Linked DNA regions of Sus scrofa: region 2 is linked to region 1. Evidence: chromatin contacts called from public HiChIP or PLAC-seq data. All regions are on one chromosome and are shown on one strand. Each heading gives the region's core, a stretch centred on a gene start, on an enhancer-like site or on the middle of the called end of the contact. The rest is flanking DNA. Distances are from core to core; before and after follow the strand shown. Region 1 overlaps DNAH11 (dynein heavy chain 11, axonemal). Region 2 has its middle 62 kb from the start of CDCA7L.

The links. HiChIP or PLAC-seq counts read pairs in DNA pulled down with a chosen protein or histone mark.
Region 2: a contact with region 1 is called in an H3K27ac HiChIP or PLAC-seq map of skeletal muscle. The contact joins two enhancer-like sites. A contact is called at or near these places in 1 of 47 Hi-C or Micro-C datasets (liver) and 1 of 2 datasets of contacts at active chromatin or transcription factors (skeletal muscle).

The regions. Positions count from the first base shown.
Region 1 is chr9:90,673,948-90,679,748 of Sscrofa11.1, reverse strand. It overlaps DNAH11 (dynein heavy chain 11, axonemal), which reads right to left. Exons shown (of 81, transcript XM_021063431.1): 61 at 3,474-3,608. Among named protein-coding and RNA genes, the nearest start is that of CDCA7L, 130 kb to the left of the region's middle. Within about 2 kb of position 2,473, at least 1 of the 83 cell types and tissues checked has an H3K27ac peak or open chromatin away from gene starts, as enhancers often do. A contact at or near this core is called in skeletal muscle, where this site is marked.
Region 2 is chr9:90,866,153-90,871,953 of Sscrofa11.1, reverse strand. No RefSeq gene overlaps it. Among named protein-coding and RNA genes, the nearest start is that of CDCA7L, 62 kb to the right of the region's middle. Within about 2 kb of position 2,638, at least 8 of the 83 cell types and tissues checked have an H3K27ac peak or open chromatin away from gene starts, as enhancers often do. A contact at or near this core is called in skeletal muscle, where this site is marked.

The sequences.
Region 1 (5,801 bases), core at 1,224-3,723:
ATGGATTGGATAGGGGTGTGAGAGAGCAAAAATCCAAGGTGATTCCAAAGCTTTTGGCCAAATCAACTAGGAGAGATTTGCAATTACTGAGACAGAATAGAGAAAGTGGATTTTTCAGGGTGCACTATGAGTTTGTGTATAAGTTTCAGGGGGGTGATGGGTTTAAATATGCAGTAAATTCCTTTTTTTTCACTTTTTTTTAAAAAAAGAATTAAAGTGTAGTTGATTTACAATGTTGTGTCAATTTCTGCTATACAACAAAGTGACCCAGCATATTCTTCTTCTCATACTATCTTCCATGATGTTCTATCCCAACAGACTGGATATAGTTCCCTGTGTTGTACAGTAGGACCTCATTGCTTATCCATTCTAAATCTAAGAGTTTGCATCTACTAACCCCAAACTCTCAGTCCATCCCACTCCCTTCCCCAGCCCCCTTGGCAGTAGTAAATTTAGAGTTTTAAAAGTCTACTTTATTGATAAGAAATTAGGCTGATACCCAGTTCGTCCCATCCTAACACATGTTTCTCCCTCCTTTCTTGGAACAAGAACACTGATTTTGAAAAGACTGGTGGGTCCAGTCCCCTGGGATGAATTGTGATTGGTACCGCCCTGTCTCCCCCTTGCCCCGACTTCGTTGCAGCTTAGATGTGGTCACTCTAGTTCTCCCTAAAGAAACTTAAGTGGAAGTCTGAAGGTTTCCAGGAAAACTTCAGTTTTTCTTAGAAAAGGAGGAAAATCCAGATGCTACAGATTATTCTTTCTTGCCTTAATCTGAAGATGTGGTGCCTTCTGTGACCAGGCTGCAAAATGTATGAGGGTGAATCCACACACGCCAGTACAGAGCAGCAGAAGGCTGCACAGATCACTAATCCTATCACTATGTACCTGAACCAACAATGATAATGGTCTACCTCTGGGATTTTTTTTTTTTTTTTTTTTTTTTTTTTTTTTTTTTTGCCTTTTTAGGGCCACACTCTCGGCATATGGCGGTTTCCCGGCTAGGGGTCCAGTTAGAGCTGTAGCCGCCAGCTTATACCACAGCCACAGCCACGTGCGATCCGAGCTGTGTCTGCAACCTACACCACAGCTCATGGCAATGCCAGATCCTTAACCCACTGAGCAAGGCGAGGGATGGAATCTGCGTCCTTAAGGAAGCTAATTGGGTTTGTTAATGGCTGAGCCATGATGAGAACTTCTATCTCTGACATTTTTTTTTTTTTTTGGTCTTTTGTCTTTTTGCCTTTTGTAGGGCCGCTTTTGCGGCATATGGAGGTTCCCAGGCTAGGGGTCGAATTGGAGTCATAGCCTCCGGCCTAGCCAGAGCCACAGTAACTCGGGATCCGAGCCACGTCTGTAACTTACTCCACAGCTCACGGCAACGCCAGATCCTTAACCCACTGAGGAAGGCCAGGGATCAAACCTGCAACCTCATGGTTCCTAGTCAGGTTCGTTAACCACTGCGCCATGATGGGAACTCCTATCTCTGAAATTTTTAAAAAAAATAAATTTCATTGGAGTATAGTTGACTTGGAAAGCTGTATTAGTTTCAGGGGTACAGCAAAGTATATCAGTTTTATGTGTTATATATATACACACACATACATATATGTATATATACACACACATACATATATACACACATCTGTTTCTTTTCAGATTCTTTTCACATATAGGTTATTACACATTATTGAATAGATTACCCAGAGCTAATACAGTAGGTCCTTATTGCTTATCTATTTTATATATAGTAGTGTGTATATGTCAATCCCAACCTCTTGGTTTACTCCTTCTGCCCCACATTTCCCCTTGGGTAACCATAAATTCAGTTTCAAATTGGGTCTGTATCATTTTTTCTTAGATTCCACGTATTAGTGATCTCCTATGATATTTGCCTTTTTCTGACTTAGTTTACTAGCATGATAATTTCTGGGTCCATCCATGTTGCTAAAAGTGGCATTATAGAAATTTTTAATATGTGAAAAAAAAAACCTCCCATTTGTTGAAGCTACCAGAAATCTATCACCTTCAGCCAAATGCATTTCTAATAGTGCAGTTCTATACTTTGAGGTACCACTTAAATAAGAAATAACATTTTTATTTTATTTTTTCATGGCTGCACCCACGGCATATGGAAGTTCTCAGGCTAGGGGTCTAATTGGAGCTACAGCTTCTGGCCTACACCACAGCCACAGCAACGCTGAGTCCGAGCTGTGTCTTTGACCTACACCACAGTTCACGGCAATGCCAGATCCTTAACCCACTGAGAGAAGCCAGGGATTGAACCTGCATCCTCATGGATCCTAGTCAGTTTGTTAACCTTTGAGCCACAAAAGGAACTCCAAAAAATAACATTTCTATTGAGATGGAATTCATTTATCATGAAATTCACCCTTAAAAGTACACAAGTGGGTGGTTTTTAATATATTCACAGATCTGTGCCATCATTCCCTCTATTTTTAGCATGTTTTCCTCACACGGTAGAGAAACTCTATAGCCATTAGCAGTCATGTCCAAACTCCCACCCCGCCTGCCCAGCCCCTGGCAACCACTCATCTAACATTCTGTCTTTTCAGATGTACCAATTCTGGGAATTTCATACATGGGATCATGCACTCTGTGGCCATTTGTGTTTGCGTTCTTTCACCTGCCACATTCCGAGGTTCACCCATGTTGCAGCATGTATCAGCATTCCAGTCCTTCTTGTGGCCAAATACAATTCCATTCTACGACTATATTACACATGCGAGAGCAAGTAAGATCTGTGACTTACTGATGTCGAGGGCTACAGGTTCTTCTCTACTCATGTTCCAACAGAAAGTCAATAAGAATTATTTCAAACATCTTTATTTAATGGAGTAAAAATTAACATGATTATGTTAGTCACCTATAAAAAGGTGTCCAAGAAAACTAATAACCCAAGCAGGCTTAGCTTGAGGGAATATTCTGTTGGTAGAACGCAACTGCAAATGTGTACTAAAAAATTCAGACACTAGTTCAATACCACTGTTATCTAACAGCTGCCCCGAGTTTATACCAGATCTTAGGAAAACCACTGAGTCCATGGCTCTATACTAAAAAATACACAGAATCCATCGCTTCTTCCTTTTGTGGAGTTAGAACAACAGTATGAAAGAAGGTTATTCCCCTTTCTTGTTGATTCCATGCTTAGTCATTACTAACAACCAATAAAGATAAAATCCCCCACAACTGAAATTCCTGTTGTTGCTCAGTGGAAATGAACCTGACTAGCAATCACAAGGATGCTGGTTCGATCCCTGGACTCACTGAATGGGTTGGGGATCGCTGCTGCTGTGAGCTGTGGCGTAGTCTGGCAGCTGTAGCTTCAATTTGACTCCTAGCCTGGGCGCTTCCACATGCCACATGTGTGGCCCTAAAAAGACACACACACACAAAGTCCCACAGAGCTGGCTCTATTTCAGTTAGAATTTTGGAAGAAAAGGTTAACTCACCTCAAGTTCCTTGACAAGCCTGTTAGCTAGTTTGATAGTTTTGTTGGTTTGGTTCACCTCTTCTTGACACCGAACTTTCTCGGCTATTGCTTTTTCAAAGGAAGCTGTGAGTCTGCTCAGGTTTCGATCCAAGTCCTAAGTAAGAGTCAAAATGAATTTCTGAGCCATTTTTTAGATAAAATGAAACCATTACAACCATCTTAAAACACCTATTACCCTAAGGTAAATGAAACAAACCTCTGTCCCTCCTCTGCCTTTGACCTTTAGCTCACATGCATTAGGGTTTTTTGTTTTTGTTTTTGTTTTTTTGTCTTTTTGTCTTTTCTAGGGCCGCTCCCGTGGCATATGGAGGTTTCCAGGCTAGGGGTTTAATCGGAGCTGTAGCCACTGGCCACAGCCACAGCCACACAGGATCCGAGCTGAATCTGCAACATATGCCACAGCTACACCACAGCTCATGGCAATGCCAGATCCTTAACCCACTGAACGAGGCCAGGGATGGAACCTGAAACCTCATGGTTCCTAGTCAGGTTCGTTAACCACTGTGCCATGAGGGGAACTCCCTCACAGGCATTAGGGAAGGAGGAGAAGGGGTGGTGATGACAATAAACCCATCGGGGTCACCACAGGGGTCCAGTTCACCTCGCGGTCTTCTCGTCTTCCTCCTGCACCAGGCGGAGGGCAGGCAGAGACCGGGGTGAGTGATGTGCCCTGCAGACTCAGACACATCCTGGGGGCACCGTCCCGTCTCTGGTCCTAAGCCTCATCCTCCAGGACAGCCTTTATTAATGACGAGGGACATCTTTTTGGTTCTCCACCTACTGATTCTCTTTCCATTTCTCATTGGTCCATAACTTGGTCAATGAGGAGGGGTGATAATGATCAATCCCCTTTAAACCTCAGCAACCTGACCCGGCTTGGCCAACCAGATTTTCTTCTTTGGAAAGCTGGGACCAAAACTCAGAGATATGTCATTGTTTCCAACATCACAAGACTTGGAAACGTGTACATTTTGAAGATCTTCATGTAGAAAGGGGCCATCTTCCTCCAAGGGCACAGAAAAGCAGCAGAAACCATCCCAGAGAAAGAAAGGATGAAACGGAAGTGAGGGGAGGAGTCACAAAGCCCTGAACACATTCAAGGCAGCTTCCCACTTCCTGGATCTCTTTCCTCCTGAGACCTAGTCACCTACGTTTTTTTCCCCTCAAGTTCCATGAGTCATTCTTCCTTTTTGGCTAAAGGTTTTCTAAATGGGCTTCTATTACTTACAGCCCCAAAGCCTGACTAAGATATCAAATGCTTGGGAGACTCCTTATTGTAGCATCTGGCTAGCTAAAAGTTTTAATGACCATATAACATTGCTTTTGTAAATACATGCAAAATTTCAAGAAACTTTAATAAGCAAACTAGTAGGACATACCCTATTTACAATTTAGAGACTGCCAATATTTGTCATTGACCCAGTTATTAACATTATTTAGTTTATAATGGTGAAATAGTACCTATTTATTTATTTATTTATTTATTGTAAGGCCACTCTTGTAGCATATGGAAGTTCCCAGGCTAGGGGTCCAATCAGAGCTACAGCTGCCGGCCTACAACACAGCCACATTGTGGGATCCAAGTGTGTCTGTGACCTACGTCACAACTCATGGCAACACCAGATCCCGGACCCACTGAGCGAGGCCAGGGATGGAACCGGCATCCTTACAGATACTAGTCAGAGTCATTTCCTCTGTATCTCAATGGGAACTCCCAAGCAGTACCTCTTAAAAAAAGAAAAAACATGTGTGTCGTATTTAAGACTAACATGAGAAAAATGGTCAAATTTATGAGAAATGGAGATATTACACACCATCAGTTAGAAATCAGATTAAAATAATATCTAGGTCTATTTTATAAGGTTATTAAAAATACTTGTGGGAGTTCCTGCTGTGGTACAGTGGGTTAAGAAACTGACTGCATCAGTTTGGGTCACTGTGGAGTGCGGGTTTGATCCCTGGCCTGTTCTGTGTGTTACAGGATCCTGTACTGCTGCAGCTGTGCCATAGGTCGCAACTGTGGCTCATTTTCAATCCTTAGCCCGGGAATTTCCACATGCCATGGGTGTGGCCATTAAAAAATTTAAAAAAAAATGTGCTTGTAGATTTCTAAAACACAGAAGAGCATGTACACTGTGGTGTCAGACACCAAAGATCATATTTGGACGGTGCTATCAGCTAAGCAACCTCAAGGTGTGCTGTTTTACTTAAGCTCTCTATGCCTCAATTTCAGCATCTAAAAATATGGAAACAATAACGTTACTTAATTCATGGGGTTGGTCTCAAA
Region 2 (5,801 bases), core at 1,389-3,888, 190 kb before region 1:
TGCTAGGTTCAGAGGGCTTATGGACTGTGACTTCACCCAGACTCAAACCAGCTTGTCACGGAATCATCAGACACATCACCTCTCCAAGACAACGAGATGCCAACATTTTTCTTTGGCATTCTGTTTAGCGGGCAGCTGGTCTTAGTATCGCTAAGTACCCAATTTCGCTAAGCCAGTCATGCATCCCCACATCACTTGCTCAAGCCAGAAATAGAGTAGGCATGCATGTGTGCAAACACACACACACACAGTTACTGTGGGAAAGGAACCTCAGATTGGAAGTGTCAATGCAATATGGAGGGAATGCAGCAAGATCACATTAAGGTTTATAAAAGCACGTGACATGTTGTTTGTTGGGCTGCACAACCAAAGGCTAACAAGCCCTGCACTTGCCCAGTTTTAAGACCAAAAGAAGAGCCTGGAGTCAGCCACAGCAGTCTTGTGTGCAGGCTTGTCAATGTCTTGTGATTTTTAGATGCTGTCTAGTTCACATGATTTGTCCATGAGATAACTTAAGGGCGAAGCTAGGGAGGAGATCTGGTCATCTATTAATTACCTGTTCTTCATTTCTACTTCTTTGATGTGTGGAAAGAACTAAGTCAGACAAGGTATTGTGTGATGGGGAGATCTGAAAGCTGTGCTAGGGCCAGAGATGAGTAGAGCATGAAGGTGCCCGGCTTAAGATTAGTGACAAGACAAAGGGGTGCCTCCTGCAGAGAGCTCTTTCCTGCAAAAAGCTTTTTCCTGCCAAAAGCTGCTTAAAAATCAAATCTCTGCTTGTCAGAATATCATGCCATTTCTATGGGATCATAGAGGAAGATCCTCCTTCTGTAACTTCTTCATGCCGACATAGGGCACCACATCCTTAGAGTGGAAGCTCTCAACCTTGATCAGTAGTGTCTTTTTGCTCATAGTTGTACTTGCCCACTTACATATACAGGCAGAACAAATTACAATTACTTTGATGTCCACAAAGACACTATTATGAGCAATAGCGTTAATCCCATTCTCTTATGGTGAGTTCTTAGAACTGTGCTCATCATAGACTCGGTATTGCTCAAGATAGAACAGTTCATGTCATGCCTGCAGTCTGGTCATCCTGCGGTTAGCTTTATCCTTCTGGCAGCAGTTACAGTATCAATAAAACACCTCAGGAGTCTGCCTCAGACACTGCTTGAGCCTGTGCTTTTGTGACTCAGGCCTGGGAGACTTCATCTTTGCTATAAACAAGAGGCTGAAGACATGGAGGGGCCTTTGTACTTAGGGGGAAGGGTGGATCTAGGGTTCTGCTCGGTTCCAGAAGTGATGTATACAAGTTCTAGGTCATATCCTAAAAAAGAAAGCATGTGCCCAGGTGCTCTGTCCCGTCCCTTTTCTTCTTCCCTTATTCTTAAATGTAGACAGGTAGACGGTCCACTTGAAATGAGATAAAAATGACCAACCACCAGGATAGTGAATCCAGGACCCCTCTGTTCCTTATACCAGGGAATCAACAATTCATCCCTGAACTTCTTACTTCAGTGATTGCATGAGAAATAATTACCTTCTGTTCTGTTTAAGCTATCATTTAGTTGGGTCATTGTTATAGGAAGAGAAACTGTATCTTAACGAATTGGGTACCATACTGAGTTTCTCTCTTGGAGGACAGCCATTAAAACTTCTCCAGGCCATTTACTTCCATTCATCTCATTGGGGGCCTTTCCACTGGAAACATATACAGTAAGCTATCCAACAGTGGAATAAAACACAATAAAATGGTGAAAATGTGTACCAAAGTGCTAAGGGCTAATAGGCACAGGGATAATTTAAAAGGGAAAAAGAATGGCAACCACCATCATCAAATAATCCCCCTTACTCTCCTGCCTCTCAAACCTCTCCTTTCTTTGTCCTTCTCTTCCTCCCTTTTTATTAATTACCCACAAAGCACCAGGCAATATGTGTGATTCAGAGACTAGCTGGATATAAATAACAGAATCCCCTGGCGAGGTATTCACACAAGCTTCAACACCTCCAAAATGTAGCTATAGACAGACTAAAAGGACACCTTTGGTGGGGCTATCAAGAATAGGGCAGAGAGGAGTTCTTGTCGTGGCTCAGTGGTTAACGAACCCGACTAGCATCCATGAGGACGTGGGTTCCATGCCTGGCCTTGCTCACTGGCTTAAGGATCTGGCGTTGCTGTGGCTGTGGTGTAGGCGGGCAGCAACAGCTCTGATTAGACCCCTAGCCTAGGAACCTCCATATGCTGTGGGTGCGGCCCTAAAAGACAAAAGGACAGGGGGAAAAAAGAAAAAAAAGAATGGGGCAGAGAGTGTTGTTCTGAAACCTATAGTAGTAATTTTAAAAACCTCTATGGAGGGGCAGGTGAAATGTAGCCAGTAGTTACCCCACTGTAAACTGCAGGTCCCTTAGGACAAATGCAGACCACAGATTTTTCAATACAGAAATGCTCCATCTGATGAGACACCCGGCACCTCTTCCTGAAGTGGCTGTTAGGAAGCACGATTCATTTGGGGTTCTCTGCAGAGGGAGCTGGAGAAGCTCAACTTTGGAGAGGATTCAGCGGGGCTGGGGGACCCACTGGAACACTTGGCTTTGGTGCTCCTACCACGTGGCCACACACCCAGCTGGCTTCTGACTTCATACCCTTGGCATCTGGGTGGCCTCTGATGATTGAAAACACTGCCTGCTGCCTGCTCTCCTCCTGGCTCCCCTCCTAAACCCTCCACCTCTGTCAGCAGGGAAGCCCGCAGCCAGGACCCTGAAGGCCCAGTGGTTGGCAAAGACAAAAGTGACATATACCTGGCATCTGTGCAGCTGAAATAAAAGCCTTTCTCTTTCTCAGGTCTTACCATACAGTTTTCTTCTCCTTTCTTCCTGCTCTTTTTTCTTTTTCTGAGAGGCGAGGTCTTGGAGACTCTTTTCAAAGACCAGCTCACTGAATTGCAGCTCAGGAGGAAAAAAAAAAAAAAAAAAAAAAAAAAGAAAGAAAAAAAAGATAAGTAAGCATCCAGAAATCTGGGGAAAAGAAAGAAAACCTCATGACTATAACTCTGACCTCAGCTGACTCTAATAAGGTGTTCATTACCTAACCATTAGAACCACCTACACAGGACAAAGTGAATTTCTAATCAACAGGTAGTAATAGCAAAACCCCCTCAAGAGCCAAGAAGCATTAGAGTGGATTATCCATGAAGAGAGGATTAGAAAAAGAGAGACTGTGAATCCAGCAAAGGAAACCCCAGCGGGCCAGCTGGCTAATGTTTGGGATAATAATTTCAAATGTATTAAAATAAATTGCAAGAAAGAAAAGGCTGAAGGCAATAAAAGCAAGCTTCACACGATACTGTATATTGTGGATCAAACCATGTACATTCGCAATAATCACTTCCCCAGAGGCAAGCAGTAAAGGTGCCACCAGCAGAGACTGGTAGAATTTAAAGTCACAAAGCTTTCTGTATGCTAATAGAAATTACTAGAAGTGAGGGCAGTTATCACAGAGCCTGCCCAATAGACAGCTTCCTGATCTGTTTTTTTCCGCAGCCTGAGTACTGTTACACAGTGTTGAGATAGGAAGGAAATAGCAGGTATAGACACCCTCACTCCTCCGCAGCCTTCAGTGAAGCCTTGCTAAGGATCTGAAGCAGGGAGAGAGTGCCTTTTTTTTTTCTCACTTCCGGAGTTTTGCCAGCAAGGCACAGGTTGAACCTCAAAACCCCTTGCCTTGCCCTCTTGTTCATCAGGAAGACGAGAATTCAGAAGCAGAAAGGAGCACAGATATGATCCAATTTTTCTTTTACCATATCCAGAGCTTGTGGCCGTTTTTTTATCTTGAGAGTATCTGGCGTTTATTTTCTTGTTAAGTTTTGTTAGTTTTTGCCTGTGTAAGGTGGACTGGTGACTTCTAGCAAGTCTGTAAATGGTATTTAAATGCTCCTTATTTTTTTTTTTTGTTCCATTTTTAGGCTACATCAATGAGATACAACAACTGATCTAAGCTAGGGGGTAAATCACTGGACTAAAATCTGTAACTATAGACTTCCAATTAAATGCTTTCCTTTTAAAGTCAGAAATTTCTTTATTCTTAATTCTGAAAGTAATCAGTGGTGTCATGATTGAGGAGTTTCCTTTGAGTTGATATCATCATCCATCCATCCAGTCAATTGTTTTAAGCACCCAAACTATAGCAGGTACTCTTCAAAATGAAGTTGAGTACAAGATGAATAAAATACGATTCTTGTCTTCCAGTCGGAATGGTTTGTCAGGAAAACCATACAGGTTTATAGCCTTGCAACCAGGAATTAGAGCAATGGTGTCAGAAAAGGAATAAAGGTTTTCAGAAGGCTCAATGGGAAGACCAAAGAGAAAGCTCCTAATCTTTTCATGCAGACCCAAAGGAATCTCTGGAGAGTATCTGAATGGGAATTAACCTTGAGGAAAGGTAAGAAGCCAGAGGGTCAAGGACATGTGGGGAAGGATATGCAAGAGGCAAATACATGTGCAAGAGCTGGGAGATCATAGGGAGCCTGGCTTGTGTAGGGGGAGCTGCAAGAAACTTGGGGCTGGACCTCAAAAGGTGGTGGTGTTTTGAGATGTGGAGGTGGGGAAGTCGGGGAAGGGACTAGGAGGAAGTCCATAAGCAACAATGGAACGAAGGGAGTCAGGGGCCAGACCATGCCCACTTCTATGCCCCGTAAGAGAATTTGGCCAAAGCTCTTGACTGGTTATTAAATGTTGCACTAATCATATTCTACCTTCCGGCCAATTACATCTTGCTAAGTATTCCAGCATCCTCTTTTGGTTGGTTTTCCTCTGTTTGGTCTTGATTCATGCTGATAAAAGAGGACATCATAAGGGCCCTAAGTAACTCACCTCCTCATGAAGATTTCTCAAGGAATCAGACCAAGGTTAGACCAATCTGTTTCCCCATGACCTCATGTTACCTTGTACAGCCTTCCAGCCAAAAATCTGCAAATCTGTCAAACAGGGTTTAGAATAGAAAATGGGATCTGGATTCACCAATTGAAAACTGAAGGATCCTTTGCCAAGTTTACCAACCTCCTGTGTTGCATGTGAAACTGTGCATCTTTGTAAGCTTAAGAAAAGGCAATGAGCTGGGTTCATCCTATTAACGTAGTAGTTACGAGTAAGAAATTTTTAAATAAAAATTGTTTATTTGTGGAATAATGCTCATTGAAACCAGTGAAACAGCAAACTGCAGATATGGTGAAGTCAAAGTTACAGTTTAAGTTTCTTACAAGTGAACTCAGTATAACAGTGTAAGATGGAGGCAGTGCGATGGAGTGGTTAATGGCCTGGGCATGTTGGTCAGAGAGGCCAGATTTAAATCCCAGGCACACCACTTACTAGTTGGGTGACATTAGATGACTTGCTTGATTTCTCAAAGCATCAGTTTTCTCAACTGCAAAACGGGAATAATAGTACCACTCTAGAGAACTGTCATGAGGATTAAGTGAAATAATGGGTCTTAAGAGCATGCCTGATGCTGATTGGGTGATGACCGTGTGCTAGCTTAGTGTTTTTTTGTTTGTTTGTTTTTTGTTTTGGCCATTGTATGTAGCAGCTTGATGTGGGATCTCAGTCTCCAGATCATAGATTGAACCCCGCTCCCGCGTGAAGGTGCTGAGTCCTAACCACTAGACCACCAGGGAACTCCCTAGCTGGTGCTATTTTAAACCTGATGGGATAAGGAAGGTCTTAGTTCATCTATTGATTCCTAGGAGAAATTGTTGGTATTTCCTAACCACAATTTACCCCGTAAGGCTGGCTGGTACCCCTCC